Regions from separate parts of the Mus musculus genome. Here region 2 is linked to region 1. The links are chromatin contacts, called in public HiChIP or PLAC-seq maps. All regions are on one chromosome and are shown on one strand. Each heading gives the region's core, a stretch centred on a gene start, on an enhancer-like site or on the middle of the called end of the contact. The rest is flanking DNA. Distances are from core to core; before and after follow the strand shown.

What was found. HiChIP or PLAC-seq counts read pairs in DNA pulled down with a chosen protein or histone mark.
Region 2: a FOXA1 HiChIP or PLAC-seq map of pancreatic cancer cells shows a contact between it and region 1. The contact joins two enhancer-like sites. A contact is called at or near these places in 1 of 115 datasets of contacts at active chromatin or transcription factors (pancreatic cancer cells) and 1 of 9 other capture datasets (pancreatic islet).

Annotation. Positions count from the first base shown.
Region 1 is chr10:61,390,962-61,398,756 of GRCm38.p6, reverse strand. No RefSeq gene overlaps it. Among named protein-coding and RNA genes, the nearest start is that of Pald1, 11 kb to the right of the region's middle. Within about 2 kb of position 4,151, at least 38 of the 459 cell types and tissues checked have an H3K27ac peak or open chromatin away from gene starts, as enhancers often do. A contact at or near this core is called in pancreatic cancer cells, where this site is marked.
Region 2 is chr10:61,565,543-61,573,337 of GRCm38.p6, reverse strand. The region is part of intron 4 of Lrrc20 (leucine rich repeat containing 20); the gene reads right to left. Among named protein-coding and RNA genes, the nearest start is that of Npffr1, 26 kb to the left of the region's middle. Within about 2 kb of position 2,962, at least 38 of the 459 cell types and tissues checked have an H3K27ac peak or open chromatin away from gene starts, as enhancers often do. A contact at or near this core is called in pancreatic cancer cells, where this site is marked.

The DNA of each region.
Region 1 (7,795 bases), core at 2,902-5,401:
CTGTCTGTCTTCAGACACATCAGAAGAAAGCATCGAATCCCGTTACAGATGGTTGTGAGCCACCATATGGTTGTTGGGAATTGAACTCAGGACCTCTGGAAGAGCAGTCAGTGCTCTTAACTGCTGAGCCATTTCTCCAGCCCCATAATATGTCTTTAAAAAACAAAACAAAACAAAACAAAGCATTTATTAAAAAAGAAAGAAATGGATTCACAGCCACTCAGACTTCAAAGAGCCCTGCTCCTCACAGCATCACCGTGAACCTGGACCACATTCCTAGCTCCAGAGGTCAGATGAAGAGTTCCAGAGGTGGCAGAGGGTGTAGGATGGGGCCTCTTCAGGGTGGGGACCAGTAGGAGAGAAGGTCTAGGCTGTGCTGGAACCCTGCTGGGCTCTCACAGGACTTCATTTCCTGCTAAGGGCAGCTCCAGGGCCTGGGTACCAGTTTCAAGGCCACACAGTTCTCTGAAGCCTCCTGGTCTGGCCTCCTGAGGTAGCTCTGAGATGAAAGGTTCCTGGCTTTCACGGACCTGCCCCTGGCCCAGGGTTGCTATGGGGGTGGCTTGAAGACCACAGTGGAGGGAGGATTTTTAGAATCACTCTGCTTTCCCACGCTGTGTGGGGTCTCCACCTCCTCTGGTCGGCCTGACTCAGAGCCAGCTGTCAGGACTCCTGGGGCTTCTTCCTGGGGAGGCCTACTTTTGTTTTTTTGGGGTTTTTTTGACAATTATTTTCTCCCACTTTGTGGGTTGTCTTGCTTGTTTGTTTGTTTCCAATTGTGGTAAAAGACGTGGTGTATGGGACAGGGCTGGTGGTGTAGCTCACTGACAGGAAGGATGCTTTCTTGCTATTCGGTTTTAATTGTATTTGTGCGTGTGTGTTCACATGCACATGTGGAGGAGACTAGAGGACACTTGGTGGCAGTTGGCTTTGTTCCCCTACCATAGGTTCCTGAGATGGCACTCAGGCCATCAGGCAGCAGCCACTTTGACCTTCTGAGCCAGCGGTCCTCAACCTTCCGAGTGCTGCAACCCTTCAACAGATCCTCATGTTGTGGTGACACTCCCCCCTCCCCCAACCATAAAATCATTTTTGCTGCTACTTCATAACTGTGGGTATATTATGGGTAGTAATGTGGCTACTTTTAGGAATCAAAATGTAAAATTTTCTATGTGGGATATCTGCTATGGGACACCTGTGAAAGGGTTGGCAAACTCCCTGAAATGAGTTGGAACCCACTAGCGGACAGCTAACTGTTACCGAGCCATTTTGCTGTCCCTAGAGTACATGCTATGAATGAACCAAGTCCTCCTCCTCCTCCTCCTCCTCCTCCTCCTCCTTCTTCTTCTTCTTTCTTTGTGTAGCCCTGGCTGTCCTGGAACTCACTCTGTAGACCAGGCTAGCCTCAAACTCAGAAATCCGCCTGCCTCTGCCTCCTGAGTGCTGGGATTAAAGGCATGCGCCACCACTGCCTGGCTTTGAAGTCAAATTCTTTTTTTTTTTTTTTTAAAGATTTATTTATTGGTTATATGTAAGTACACTGTAGCTGTCTTCAGACACTCCAGAAGAGGGAGTCAGATCTCGTTACGGATGGTTGTGAGCCACCATGTGGTTGCTGGGATTTGAACTCCAGACCTTCGGAAGAACAGTTGGGTGCTCTTACCCACTGAGCCATCTCACCAGCCCCATGAAGTCAAATTCTTAGCAGCTCATAACAGCTTGTAATTCCAGTCCCTTCCAGCCTTTGTGGACACCAGGTACACACACACATGATATACAGGTAGAACACCCATAAATTTGTTTGTTTGTTTTTGTTTTTCGAGACAGGGTTTCTCTGTGTAGTCCTGGCTGTCCTGGAACTCACTCTGTAGACCAGGCTGGCCTCGAACTCAGAAATCCACCTGCCTCTGCCTCCTGAGTGCTGGGATTAAAGGCATGTGCCACCATTGCCTGGCCCATAAATATTTTTTTAAAAGATCTCAGAAAACTAGAGAGTCAGAGTTCGGGGAAGCCTGTCATGTGAGGAAAATAGTGTAAGCAAGTACACACTACACACACACACACACACTCACACACACACACTAAAAACGAATGGGATCAGGCCACGCACACTTGCACTCGCACATGCACACGTGTGCACATGCACACGCGAGCATACACAAAACACACATGGGCGCGCACACACATATACATTCACACATGCACACATAACACACAGGCATACACACATGCACTAAAAATGAATGGGATCAGGCCACACACACACACACACACACACACACACACACTCGCACACTACTACGAATGGGATCAGGCCAGGCACTGTGACATGAGCTTTCAGTTGTCTGAGTCGGTGGCTGTCTGTGACTCTGAGGCCAGCCTGGTCTACATAGTGAGTTTCAGGCCATGTAGTGAGAACCTTGTGTGTGGGGTGAGGGTGACAGTTGGAGAAAGAATTAAACTAAAATAAAAAAACCAAACAAATAAATAAAAGGAAAAATTTGAAGCAATGAATTATAATAATACATAAGCTTAGCTCTGTAAGTATTTGTTGGCTTGTTTTTGACACAGAGTCTTAATATGTAGCCTAGAACTTCACAATCCTCCTGCCTCAGTTTTCTATGTGCTGGGATTGTAGGTGAGTGCTAGTAAGCTCACACACATTCACACTCACACACACTTACACACACACACACACACACACACACACACACACACACACACTCATTTTTAGATAGGACTCACCCTGGAGACTTGGTTGTCCTGTAGATTAGGCTGGCTTCCAACTCACAGAGATCTGCCCACCTCTGCCTCTCAAGTGCTGGGATTAAAGGTGTGTGCCACCATTCCAAGATATATAATGAGAGGTTTCACATTAGCCCAGGCCAGCTTCAAACTTCCTATGTAGCTGAGGCTAACCTTGAACTTCTGAACCTCTGACCTCTACCTCTCAATATGCTTGTTTTTATTCTGCTTGGGGACTGAACCCAGGCCGTAGGTCAACACTCTACCAACTGGGCTACATCTATATCCCCAACCACTGATTAAATATCTGTTGTTGGAACAAGGTCTCCGGTAACCCAGGCTGGCCTTGAACTTACTATGTAGTTGCTGATGGAATCATAGGTGTGTACTTCTGCCTTTGCCTTCCAGTGCATCCTTTTTTAAAAAAAAATTGTTTTTATTTTTTTGTTTTATGTGTATGGGTATTTTACCCGTTTGTATATTTGGGGGCAATTCTCTGTGTGTCTGGTCTCCTCGAACCCTAGAAGAAGCACTGAGTTCCGAGAGCGGAGTTACAGACATTTGTGAGCTGACGTGTTGTTGGCTGGAAGTGAACCCAGATCCTGAAGTCAGCAATGCTGTTGAATATCCCTCTCCCCACCCCCCCCAACCCCCCACCCCCACCCCCCCACTCCCCTCCCATGTCCTTCCAGTGTTTTAAACTGATTCATGGACCTTTGCTTGCTCCGGCCCCGCTCCAGCTCCATCCAACCCATAGATTTATTATTATATGTAAGTACACTGTAGCTGTCTTCAGACACTCCAGAAGAAGGAGTCAGATCTAGTTACAGATGGTTGTGACCCAGCATGTGGTTGCTGGGATTTGAACTCAGGACCCTTAGAAGAGCAGTCAGTGCCCTTAAGCACTGAGCCATCTCGCCAGCCCCTCACTTAACATTTGCATGCTCCCAAGGCCCCAGAGCAGGAAGCTCTCTGAGCTGCTGAGTTTCTATCTCTCCCTTCTGGCTCTGACTACCACCCTCTCCTGCCTGTCCTGTCCCCACCCCCAACTTCCAGCTTGCTGCAACCCCATGCTGTTCCCTCATCAAAGCAGAAGTCAGGCGGTAGCAGGTGACAGGCTGGGAGGCAGGCTGGGGGCTCAGGATCCGACCACAGTTTCTTAATGGGAAGTGCCAGGTAGGTGCAAAGTTAGAGCCGCCCGGGAGGGAGTCAGCTACCCCGTGTGTGGGAGGTGCTGGGTGGGGAGACAAAGACTCCTTTCTTGACCATCTTGGGAAAAAAATCCCACAGGGGAAATAGGGAAAGTGCTCAGAACTCTCCTGTTCCCAGGGTTCCCACAGCTCTTGAGAGCGGGAGAGTTTCGCTAGGGAGTCTGGGAGCCAGTTACAGGATGGCATTTCTCAAATATTTGAAAACTAGGCTTCTGACTCACCACTGGCGGTGAGTGGTGTGTGTGTGTGTGTGTGTGTGTGTGTGTGTGTGTGTTTGGTATGGTGCATGTGGTATGTGAGTGGTGTAGTGTGTGTATATATATGTGTGATATGGTGTGTGTGTATGAGGTGAGGGACGTCTGTGTGTGTGTGTGTGTGTGTGTGTGAGATATGGTGTGTGTTTGTGTGTATGTGCTCGCGCGCATGCACACGCAAGAGAGAGAGAGGGAGAGAGAGAGAGAGAGAGAGAGAGAGAGAGAGAGAGAGAGAGAGCACTCACCAACTGGACCATCACATTTGGTCACATTCACTGAGAGGAAGAATAAGTGAAGACCAGCCTGGCACTTTCAGACTTTCAGTCTAGCAGCAAAAATGGCTGCTTTAACAGACTTGGGGATGCCGGGAAAATTCCTCAATGGCACGTTATCACAATTTGTGCATTTGTATAATGAAGACAGTAGCAGAGTTAGCCTTAGGACTGAAATGGCCACTCTGAAGTCTCTCAACCAGGGAAGGAAGGAGAGGAATCTTAAGGAGGGGAGGGGCCTCCGGAGTTAAGGGAGGTCTAGCCCTGCCCATTCTAACAATACCTCTAAGTCACCTGAAGTTTGTCACCTGCCACCAAATAGACACCTGTCCCTCCCCTCTTCATAGGTGGAGCTGAGGAGAACATAAGGCAAAGGTGATTGTGCCCATTACACAGACCGGGAGACTGAGGCCAGAAGGTTCCTTGATATGCCCATCTGTGGCAAGTCTGAATGAAAATGGTCCCCACAGAATCATAAAGAACAGCACTGTTGGGGGACCTTGTTGAAGGAAGTGTGTCACTGGGGGTGGGCTTTGGGATTTCAGATGCTCAAGCCACGCCCAGTGTGACTCTCTTCCTGTTGTCTACTGATCAGGATGTAGAACTCTCACCTACCTCTCCAGCACCATGTCTGCTGGCACGCCACTATGTGTCCTGCCATGCATGACGACAGTGGACTAAATCTCTGAACTCTAAGCCAGCCCCAATGAAATGCTTTCCTTTATTAGAGTTGCCACAGTCACGGTGTCTCTTAGGAGGGATGGAAACTAAAACACCAGCCTATTCCCAGGGAGGCAGGAATTGGACTGGGACTTGGGTTTTCAGAAGGTTGATCATGGCTCTTGGTTCTTTGGAGCTTGGCCCTATTTTCCCTTCAGTGAGAGAGGGCTGACTGATTGACTGAAAGGAAGGCAGGGGTGGGCTGGAGAGGGCTCAGTGGTTAAGAGCGCTGACTACTCTTTTAGAGGACCTGGGTTCAGTCCCCAATACTCACATGACAGCTAACAACTTTCTGTAGCTCCAGTTGTGGAAGATCTGGCACCTTCAAAGATGCCTGCAGGCAAAACACCAATGTGAATAAAATAGAAATAAATAAATCTTTAAAAAGAAGAAAGACACGGGGCATGGTGGCACATACCTTTAATCCCAGCACTTGGGAGGCAGAGGCAGGCAGATTTCTGAGTTCGAGGCCAGCCTGGTCTACAGAGTGAGTTCCAGGACAGCCAGGGCTACACAGAGAAACCCTGTCTCGAAAAACCAAAAAAGAAGAAGAAGAAGAAGAAGAAGAAGAAGAAGGAGGAGGAGGAGGAGGAGGAGGAGGAGGAGGAGGAGGAGGAGGAGGAGGAGGAGGAGGAGGAGGAGGAGAAAGGCAGGGATGGGCTTCCTTCTGCTAGATCCCAAGCATAGAGCTTCCTCCCCTAACTGTGAGGGGCCCCTTCACAGGGTCCTGTCAGAGGGGCAGAGGAGCAGGCAGAAGCCACATTTTTCTCACATTCCTTCATGGGGACTCTATGAGGCAGGACTTCCGTTCTCTTTCCAGAGTAGAGTAGGAAACTGGGGTTCCAGGAAGCGAACAAGCCTATGACAGGGTATCTGGGCTTGTTTCCCAGCTCCTGCTGGAGGTGAGGAGAGGAGAGGTGTGAGCCTCGGCCCTGAGAAGCCCTCTGACCTGGGCCGGGGCAACCTTAGGTTCAGAGGGGCTGGCATCACCTCCATTCCTGCCAATGATTCAGACTAACACATCACGGGTGGGAGTGGGGCTTGGGGGCGTGTAACCAAGTTGCATTAGCTGGATATAGTCAGGAGAGGGCTCAGGGTTTTTTGGCCCAGTGGTTTCTAGTCAAACTAGACCCCACCCATCCTGGAAAGGTGTCCAGGGCTTCTGCTAGTGTTTGCTGCAGGGGAAGAACTGTCTGTCACTGTGCCTGTTTGCTCCTTCCTGCAGGATTGAGAGTGACTGTGGAGGTCTGCTTTGCGGAGGGCTCCAGACAGCTCTCTACCAGAGCCCTGATTCCAGCGAATGGGAATGTCAGGGGCTGCAGTCTAGCTGAGGATGTTTGGGGGGCAGGGATAAACAGATCTGGAAGTTGTCCATGACTCTGCTAGGTGCAAGCTGGCAAGGTGGTAGGAAGCATCCGTCTCTTCTAAGGAGCAGAGCTTCCAGCCACTGGACTGAAGACATTGATTGGCCTGGGCAAATCAGGTATACTGGGGGCACACCAGCATTTGGGAGGTGGAGGCAGAGGGTAAGCTTGGGCTACATGAGACTCTCTCAGGGAGAGAGAGAGAGAGAGAGAGAGACAGAGACACAGAGAGACAGACAGAGACAGACAGAGACAGAGAGAGATAGAGACAGAGACACAGAGACACTGAGAGATTGAGAGATTTCTGATAATGACTTGCTCAAAACAGTCAAGAAGGAAGGAGACAGGCAGAACCAAGCCTACGTTGTTGGCTGCGATGGAAGTACACTCATTTAATCTTAGCACTACAGAAGCAGAGGCAGGAGGAGTTCAGTGAGTTTGAGGACAGCCTGGTCTGCAGAGTGAGTTTCAGGACAGCCAGGAGAACACTGAGAAATCCCTGTCTCTAACCACTGCTTAGAGGGAGGAGGAGGAAGGGAGGAGGAGGAGGAGGAGGGGGAGGAGAAGGGGGAGGAGGAGGAAGAAGAGGAAGAGGAGGAAGAGGAGGAGGAGGAAGGTGCTCTAACCAGCAAGGCATTGCTCCAGCTCCAGGAGGGGAAAGCTTGCAAGCCATCGTATCTGGACAATGGGCTGTAGACTTAATGTTGCTTTGGATGTGTGCCGATAAAGAAATGGTCAACATTTAAAATGACTCAGTAATTAGAATTTAGCATAAATACATGAGGTAAAAATAGTCCATCTACACAAAAAGATGCTAGAAGGCAACCCTGTTCCCTGCCCCTGAATGCAGCCTCCTGCTAAGGCTAAACTCTCATGACACCCACTTCCAGAGCTTTCGAAAGGCTGACCTTGGCGCACGCCTTTAACCCCAGCACTCAGGAGGCAGAGGCAGGTGCATCTCTATGAATTCAAGGCTAACCTGGTCAAAAAATTGAGTTCAAGGACAGCCAGGGCTGTTATAGAGAGAAACCTTGTCTTGAAAAACCAAATCAATTACTCAATTAGTTAAAAATTTAAAAAAAGTAAAATAAAAATTATGGAACTGGGTTTGGTGGTATATGACTCTAGTTCTAGTATTTGGAAGGCTAAGGCTGAGAGATAATTGTAATGCAGGACTTTAAGACCAGGATGGACAACAAGGTGAGACACTGATTTAAGTTAAAAATTGT
Region 2 (7,795 bases), core at 1,713-4,212, 180 kb before region 1:
AAGAGAGAGAGAGAGAAGCTGTCAGCAAGATTAAAGATGGAGCAGCTGCATCCAGGTGTGGTGTCCCAAGCCTTTCATCCCAGCACTGGGGAGACAGAAGGTGATCTCTGAATTTGAGGCCAGCCTGGACTAGAGAGCTAGTTCCAGGACAGCCAGGGCTACATGGAGAAAAACTGTATCAAAAACAAAATAAAACAAAACAAAAACAAGAACAAAACAAGGAAAACAAAACCCAAACCACAAGAAGAAGAAGATTGGCCAAGTGTAGAGGAGACTTGACTGGGTCTCCCCTGAGTCTGGCCTAGAAAGCACATCTCACACAAAAAATGGAACAGAAAGGTCAGAGGCCAAACAAGATTAGCTACAGCCAGCTGGGTAGTGGTGCACGCCTTTAATCCCAGGACTCAGGAGGCAGAGGTAGGGGGACCTCTGAGTTCATGGCCAGCCTGTTCTACAGAGTGAGTTCCAGGGCAGCCAGGGCTAGACAGAGAAACCTTGTCTTGAAAAACAAAAACAAACAGACAAAAAGATCAGCCATAGCCATGCCCAGAGCTGCCATCATTCGAACTCCTGACAAGAAATTATATGCTAAATAAGTCATTGAAACTGCCTAGGACCCAACAGCAGCCAGTCTGGGTTGCCCTCACTGGCACGGTGCGGGTCACCGGCCACGGGAACTGTGCACACAAGCTGGCTCGCCCTGGTCATCTATAAACACACTGATTGGTTTGAGCTGTTCTCATTGACAGAGGCTCACCCTAGTGGAAGGAGGACTCCACAGAAGTGGGCATCCCTGAGTTCTGTCATACATGCTGACAGTTCTATTACTCCCACGTCCTCTGCCATCTCTGAAGTTTACTAATTAAACCCTAACCCTTGGAAGGAATTCTCTTATGCAATTATCTCCAACCCCGGGGTGTTTGCCGACGGCCTCCGTACTCCAGTTCATACTTGGAAGCATCCTGACTGGGGAGGGACCAAGCCTCTTCCAGGACCAACCCCACTCCCATCCCCTACCCCATCTGCTTCAGGAAATCTGACTCCTGTAGTTTAGCAACCATCTCTGCCTTCCCTAGGGGACAGCTTTGAGCAGAAATGGCCTCCTCTTGCCATGGCAACTGAGGGTGTCAGGCCAAGGCAACTTACAGCTTACCCCACAAAAGAGGAGGGATTATTTTGTTTCTCCACTCAGACCCAGTTCTGAACACACACACACACACACACACACACACACACACACACACACACACACACACACTCCAGGCCGGCCCAGCACGGAGTGGGTCCACGAGAGTCTATTACCCCTCCCTTCTCCTGTGGCCAACGTTCCTGACAGTATCGATCTCGGTCATCTAGGATTTCCCTGCAACATCAGCATGGTAAATCTTTCCCTTTCAAAGCTGGCCCGGGATCACTGCCCTTTAACTGTTGGCTCACCTGCACCATGTAGACCTTAAAAAAAAAATCATCACATTTATTTAGTGCTCGCACACGCACGCATACACACACACACACACACACACACACACACACACACACACTGTAGCACCTGTGAAGGTCAGAGAACAACTTGCCAGAGTCAGCTTTTATGTTCACCATGTGGGCCCCAGGGATCAGACTCAGGCCATCAGGGTTGGTGGCAAGTGACTTTACCCACTGAATTGTCTCTCCCACCACAGACAGTCCTTTTTTTTTTTTAAAAAGATTTATTTATTTATTATATGTAAGTACACTGCAGCTGTCTTCAGACACTCCAGAAGAGGGAGTCAGATCTCATTACAGATGGTTGTGAGCCACCATGTGGTTGCTGGGATTTGAACTCCGGACCTTTGGAAGAGCAGTCGGGTGCTCTTACCCACTGAGCCATCTCACCAGCCCAACAGTCCTTTTGAAAGGAGGGACAACCTTTTAAAAGTTGTACCTCAAGTCCCTGGCGGGTATGTCTTTTCCTTGTTAAGAACGAGGCTCATGGACCCTGTTTCAGTTTGCCTCTCACCGCTGGATCTGCTAAAGAACTGAGAGATGACTCAGCGTTAGAGTGCTTGATGCTCTTGCTGAGGGCTGGAATCTGGTTCCTAGCACCCACCCCAGGGGGTTCATAACCACCTGTAATTCCAGCTCGAGGGGGACCCAAGGCCCTCTTCTGACCTCTGCAGGAAGACCTCCCCATAAACACACAACTAAAAATAAAATAAATCTTAGGGCTGCAGATGGCTCAGCAGTTAAGAGCACTGGCTGCTCTTTAGAGGACCCGTGTTTGATCCTCAGCATCCGCACAGCAGCCCACAAGCATCTATAACTCCAGTCCCAGGGGATCACACGGTCTCTTCTGGCCCCGGGGTTGGGGGGCACCTAGCACGAATGTGGAACACTCATACATGCAGACAAAACACTTTTCTAAAGCTAAAAGGAAAAAAAAAAAAAAAAAGAACAGAGGCCAAGTTGATTCTCAGACCACAGGAAGCAAGTAACAGTTTAGACTCTTTCAAATGTCATCCAGTCTCCATGCAGGATAAATGGGCTCGATCTAGCTCTTGGCCTGATGATTTAAAGTAAACCAAAACCAATGATAACTAAACACTAGCCACAGCAAAAGGTTTCAGAGCGTGGTTGCATAGACAGACAGGTCTTCATTTATAGAATTCTGTTACAGATTTGAGTCCATATTCCTTATTAATGAGTACAAGTGAGACATTTACATTTGAATAAAGGAAGAATTGGGGTAGGGACAAAAGGCATGCATATAATTAAGGGATCCTGGTGAAGTTTATCTCACTCTAGTCCTTCAGTGGGGTCTCAGGAATGAATTATTCAACTGTCAACTGCAACCATCACTGATGGGGGGGGGGGTGCGGATGACACCCATACGGTTCTGGCAAGATGACGGGCTCCCAGTTGAGGATGCCTACATGTTGAGGGGAGGGGCACGGGGGATCGTCTGTCCTGCCAGCCTTTGCTGCTCCTGGAATCCAAGGTAGGAGAGTGACTCATCTCTGTGTTGTCAGCCTCAAAAAGCTTTCGAGTGAGTGTGTGTGTGTGCCTGTGCGCTGGAATCTGGCGAGCGTTCCTAAGTGATTAACAAGCCTGTCAGACAGGAGTAAAAGTCAAGGAGACCGACACAGATAAAGGCAGAGATGGCAGGCTTTTGTCCTGCTTTGAGTGACCTGTAAGTCCAAGCGAGAAGTCAATCCTTTTAGCTAAAGCTGCTTCTAAGTGCCTGTCACACAGGAGCGTGGCAGCTTCTCTTAGAGGGCCCAGCAGAAAGATACTTCTAGAAACTGATGGCTGACGCCCTGTTCTAAAAGGTTCTTCACAATCATCCTGTCTTAGTTAGGGCTCTATTGCTGTGACAAGTCACCATGACCAAGGCACCTCTAACAAGGGGAAACATTTAATTGGAGCTGGCTTCCCATCTTAGAGGTTTAGTCCATTATCACGCTAGGAAGTATGGCAACGTCCAGGCAGACACGGTGCTGGAGAAGGAGCTGAGAGTTCTCCGTCTTGATCCACAGGAACAGGAAGAGACACCGGGACTAGCTTGAGCATCTGAGACCTCAACATCTGTCCCCCAGCAACACGCTTCCTCCACCATGGCTCCTGGAGGCCATTTCCATTCAAACTACCACAGATCCACTTCACAGATAAAGAAACTGAGCCCCAGATTCTTGATGACCAAGGTCGTCAAGGCAGGGTATCAAACAGGAAGGACAAACCCTGATCCTAACATCCACCTGAGGGGACAGAGCCAAATGGAGACACTAATCAACTTTCTCTACTCCTGAAGACAATCATGCTGGGCAGATTGCTCGGGCATTGTAACCTGGGCTGTCACAGCGCTCCCACCTCAGAGACGGTGCTCAGATCTGCTAAACCATCCTACCTTTCTTCCTGACACTGGAGACCAAAGCTCTTGCTTCAGTTCTCTAGTGGGGACTGAACTGGGGTATTGCTAAGGGCCTATCTCCATGGTGGACTTCATTTCTTCTCTGTCTCTCTCTGCCTGGGACTCGAGGGGTCTGCACAGTGGCTGGTGTCCCTGGAGAGGGTCTCCCTGCCACAGCTTGCTGGGTGCTGCAGCCCAGCCTTGGAGGACAGCTAGGGACTCCAGGCCCAGCGAGACGCTGGCTACTTTGGTCCCTGCTTCTTCCATACCTACCTGTATGCCTAAGCCTTTCTTTGAATCCTCTTGAAGCACAGAGCGGCTGGCTCGCTATCCAGCTAGAGTGACAAGCAGCTCTGAGGTAGGAGCTGTGGAGCTGCAGACCGTGTCAACGCTGGCACAATTGACAAACCGGAGCAGTTTCACTACAGGTGCCAAGCCCGAGATGCCAGTCAGGAGCTCTGGGATGAAGCTTAAGAAAGATCATTTATACTCCCCACATCTGAACGAGAGGCCGAGGCGGTGAGAGAATGGAGAATGGTCTGTGCCTCAGGATGAGAACGCCAAGTGTGTCTGTGTCAAATGCGGTTCCCTGGGCCAGAGCATGTCACTCTATCACTAATCATGGAAAAGGCCTTGTCACTCTGGCCTGCACTTCCTCTCAGAGCTGGGGACCTCCTTGCATCCTGCTGCTCCTCTGATTCTAGCTCAAAGGCCACCTCTGGCCATGTTCCTTGGTGCCCCCTCCAAACTCTTATATAACATTTTGTTGCTGTTTTAAAGGTTTTTTTTTTTTTAAAGTGTGCACATGCGTACCCTTGTCTAAAAGATGGAATCAGATCCCCTGGAGCTGGGATTACTGGCAATTAGGAGCCATATATAGATGCTGAGACCCAAACTCAGATCTCCTGGAAAGGCTGCAAGCATTCTTAACCACTGAACCATCTTTCCAGCTTCTTGTTTTCATTCTGCAGCAAGCTCTCAGGTAGCTTAGACTGGCCCCAAACTCATGATGTAACCAGGGCTGACCTGATTCCTAATCATCGCCTTGCTGTTACCTTCCAAGTGCTGGGATTACAGGCATGTACCACTGTACCCTGCTTCTTTTTACTATAATAATAATAATAATAATAGCTGTTATTATTATTTGTGTGTGTATATTAATGTTTTGTATACATGTGTATTTGTGCACTATGTATGTACCTGGTGCCTGCAGAGACCAGACAATAGTATCAGATACCCTGGAATCAGATGGTTGGTAGCCATCATGCTGGTACTGGGAATCGAACCTGGGTCCTCTGCAAAAGCAGACAGTGCCCTTAACCTCTGAGCCGTCTCTCCAGATTCTCCTTTTACGTTTTGCATTCTGGAGCAGCTTCTGTCTCCTTCAGCTGTAGGATGTATGAGATGAAGTTCTAGAATCCTCTCATGAAGCCAAAGCAAAACTCTCCAAGAATTCGGGTGTGGTGGGCCACCTGAATATGCTGAATAACCCCAGCAGTTGTGGGGCTCTGGTGGAGGGTAGGGATGTAGTTCAGCTGACAGAGTACCCGCCTGGCACGCAGGAAAACACTCAGGTTATCCCCAGCACTGCATAACCAGCTCAGGGGTGGTGGTACACATCTGTAACTTTATCATTTGGGAGGTAGAGGCAGGAGGATCACAAGTTTAAGGTCATCCTCGGTAAGGCCACATCTGTCACAAAAGAAGGGACTGTCTGAGGCAGGAGGACTAGGAGTTCGAGGCCCGTCTGGGATACATACTGAACAAAAACCTGACAGATTCATTTAAATTTCTCTTGGTCTACTCCTGTATGGAAGGGGTTGCAAAGCCTTGTGTCCTAGGTGGGGGCTTTAGCCAAAGACTTGCCAAACCTTGCTGAGAAAGACTGCAATCAGGATAAATGCCCTGCCCTCCCGGATGCTCCTTCCTGGGCTCTATCGATGGGAGGCTGGGTAATCAATCCTGGCAGCGTCCAAGTAGGCAGAGTTTACAGACATCACTGCCCTGAAGCCAGCTTGACTTGCTCTTGCTGGTCATTAGCACTATTGACCAGTTGTGTGAATCCAGAGGGACCGGCTGAGAGGCAAAGTAATGTTCTGAGTAATGTTCTTCATCCGTGTGACCCGATGGCCCAAAAGGATGCTGAAAGGAGGAGGGAGAGGAGGAGGGAGAGGAAGAAGAGGAAGGAGAGGAGGAGGGGGGAGGAGGAGAAGGAGGGAGAGGAGGAGGAAGAAGAGGAAGAGGAGGAGGAAGGGGAGGAGGAGGAAGAAGGGGAAGAGAAGGGGGAGGAAGAAGAGGAGGAGGAGGAGGAGGAGACTAGGAGACTGGGTGCAGGTAAGTGTAGAGGGGTGGTGAGTTTCCAGCACGGAGTTAATTAGCCGAGGTTAATGTATCTGGAATGACTTTAGATTCTTGGGAATCCAGGCTGGCTGGAAGCAGGGCCTGGCTTCCTATCTAAGCCTCGTAGCAACTCTTGGTGCCTAGAAACTAAACCAAGTAAGATGAAGGATGCTATGTAGAGCACAGCTTCGCATCCCACTCAAAATGCCACAGACAGGCACATAAAATCAGGTGACCCAGCTGGGATGGCAGGGGGAGGCATGGGGAGGGTATGGTGCTCACAACGGGGCTACATCTGGGACACACTCAATTCCTCAGACTATGCTAGTGGCTGGCTGGAAGACAGGTGGGGGAGCCACCAGGACTCTCCCATCTCCCCAACACCAATAGAAAGGCAGGAAGCCAGCCCCCTGCCTTCATGGAGAAGAAGCACAAAGCTGGTTTCAGACAATCCCTCATGTTGGGTTCCAGCCTTTGGCGAGGCTATGTATGATGGGAAGTCCTAAACACACTACTGAAGAGATGGGGCCTGAGATCCAGACCCCAGTCTCGAAATCAGTGTCATACAAGGCTACATAGTAAATATGGCCAATACAGGCTTTACCAGCTGGCCTTCAAAACAAGATCGTCTTGCTTCCACCTTCCCCCGGGAGATGTGTACCACCAGGCCTGTGGTTTGTACATCTTCATACATATGGCATATGCAAGTAGAGGCCAGAGGTCAACATCAGATGTCTTGTTCTATGGTTCTTTCTCACTGAACCTGGAAGGTCACCCTTTAGCTAGCCAGGCTGGCCAGTGAGCCTCAGGGTGCCCGGCTCTGTTTTCTTAGACCTCAGATCATAGACATGCAACACCATCTGTCGCCTAACGTTGGCAGTAGTCAACTTGACACACCTGGAAAGGAGGAACCTCTCACTTGAGGACTTGCCTCCATTAGACTGGCCAGTGGGCATGTCTGTGGAGCATCTTCTTGATAGATATGGTACCAGCCCACCATGGGAGGTACTATTCCTTAGGCAGGAGAGTCTAGGCTGTTTTTGCCTTGGTTCTGGCTTCAGGCTCCTCCCTTGAACCCTGCCTTGGCTTGCCTTTGTGATGGATATAACCTGTAAACTAAAACAAACCTTTTTCTTGCCAGGTTGCATTTGCATGGTGTTTTATCACAGAAAGCAAACCATTCCTGGCTTTTTTTTTTTTTTTTTTAATGGGTGCTGGGGAATCTTAACTCAAGTTCTTATGCTTGCAAGAAAAGCACTTTTCTGACTCAGCCGGTCCCCCAACCCCTGTGTGTACTTAGGGTCCCAGATAGCTCATGACTGCCTCAGGTTTACTAGGTAGCTGAGGATGACCTTAAACTCCCTAACACTCCTATCTCTCAAGGGCTGGGATTACAGAATATACTGCATGCCCACAGTGCCTGGGTTTTAACCTCTCTGAGATGCCTGGTGCCTCACTGCCTGCTGGGTGCAGCCATGGGCACATCAAGAGGACCATGAAATGTTTTCCAGGGATGAGGGAGTTACTGAGGGGCATGTGATAGGCAACCATTTGGAGAGGATGGGAAGGAAG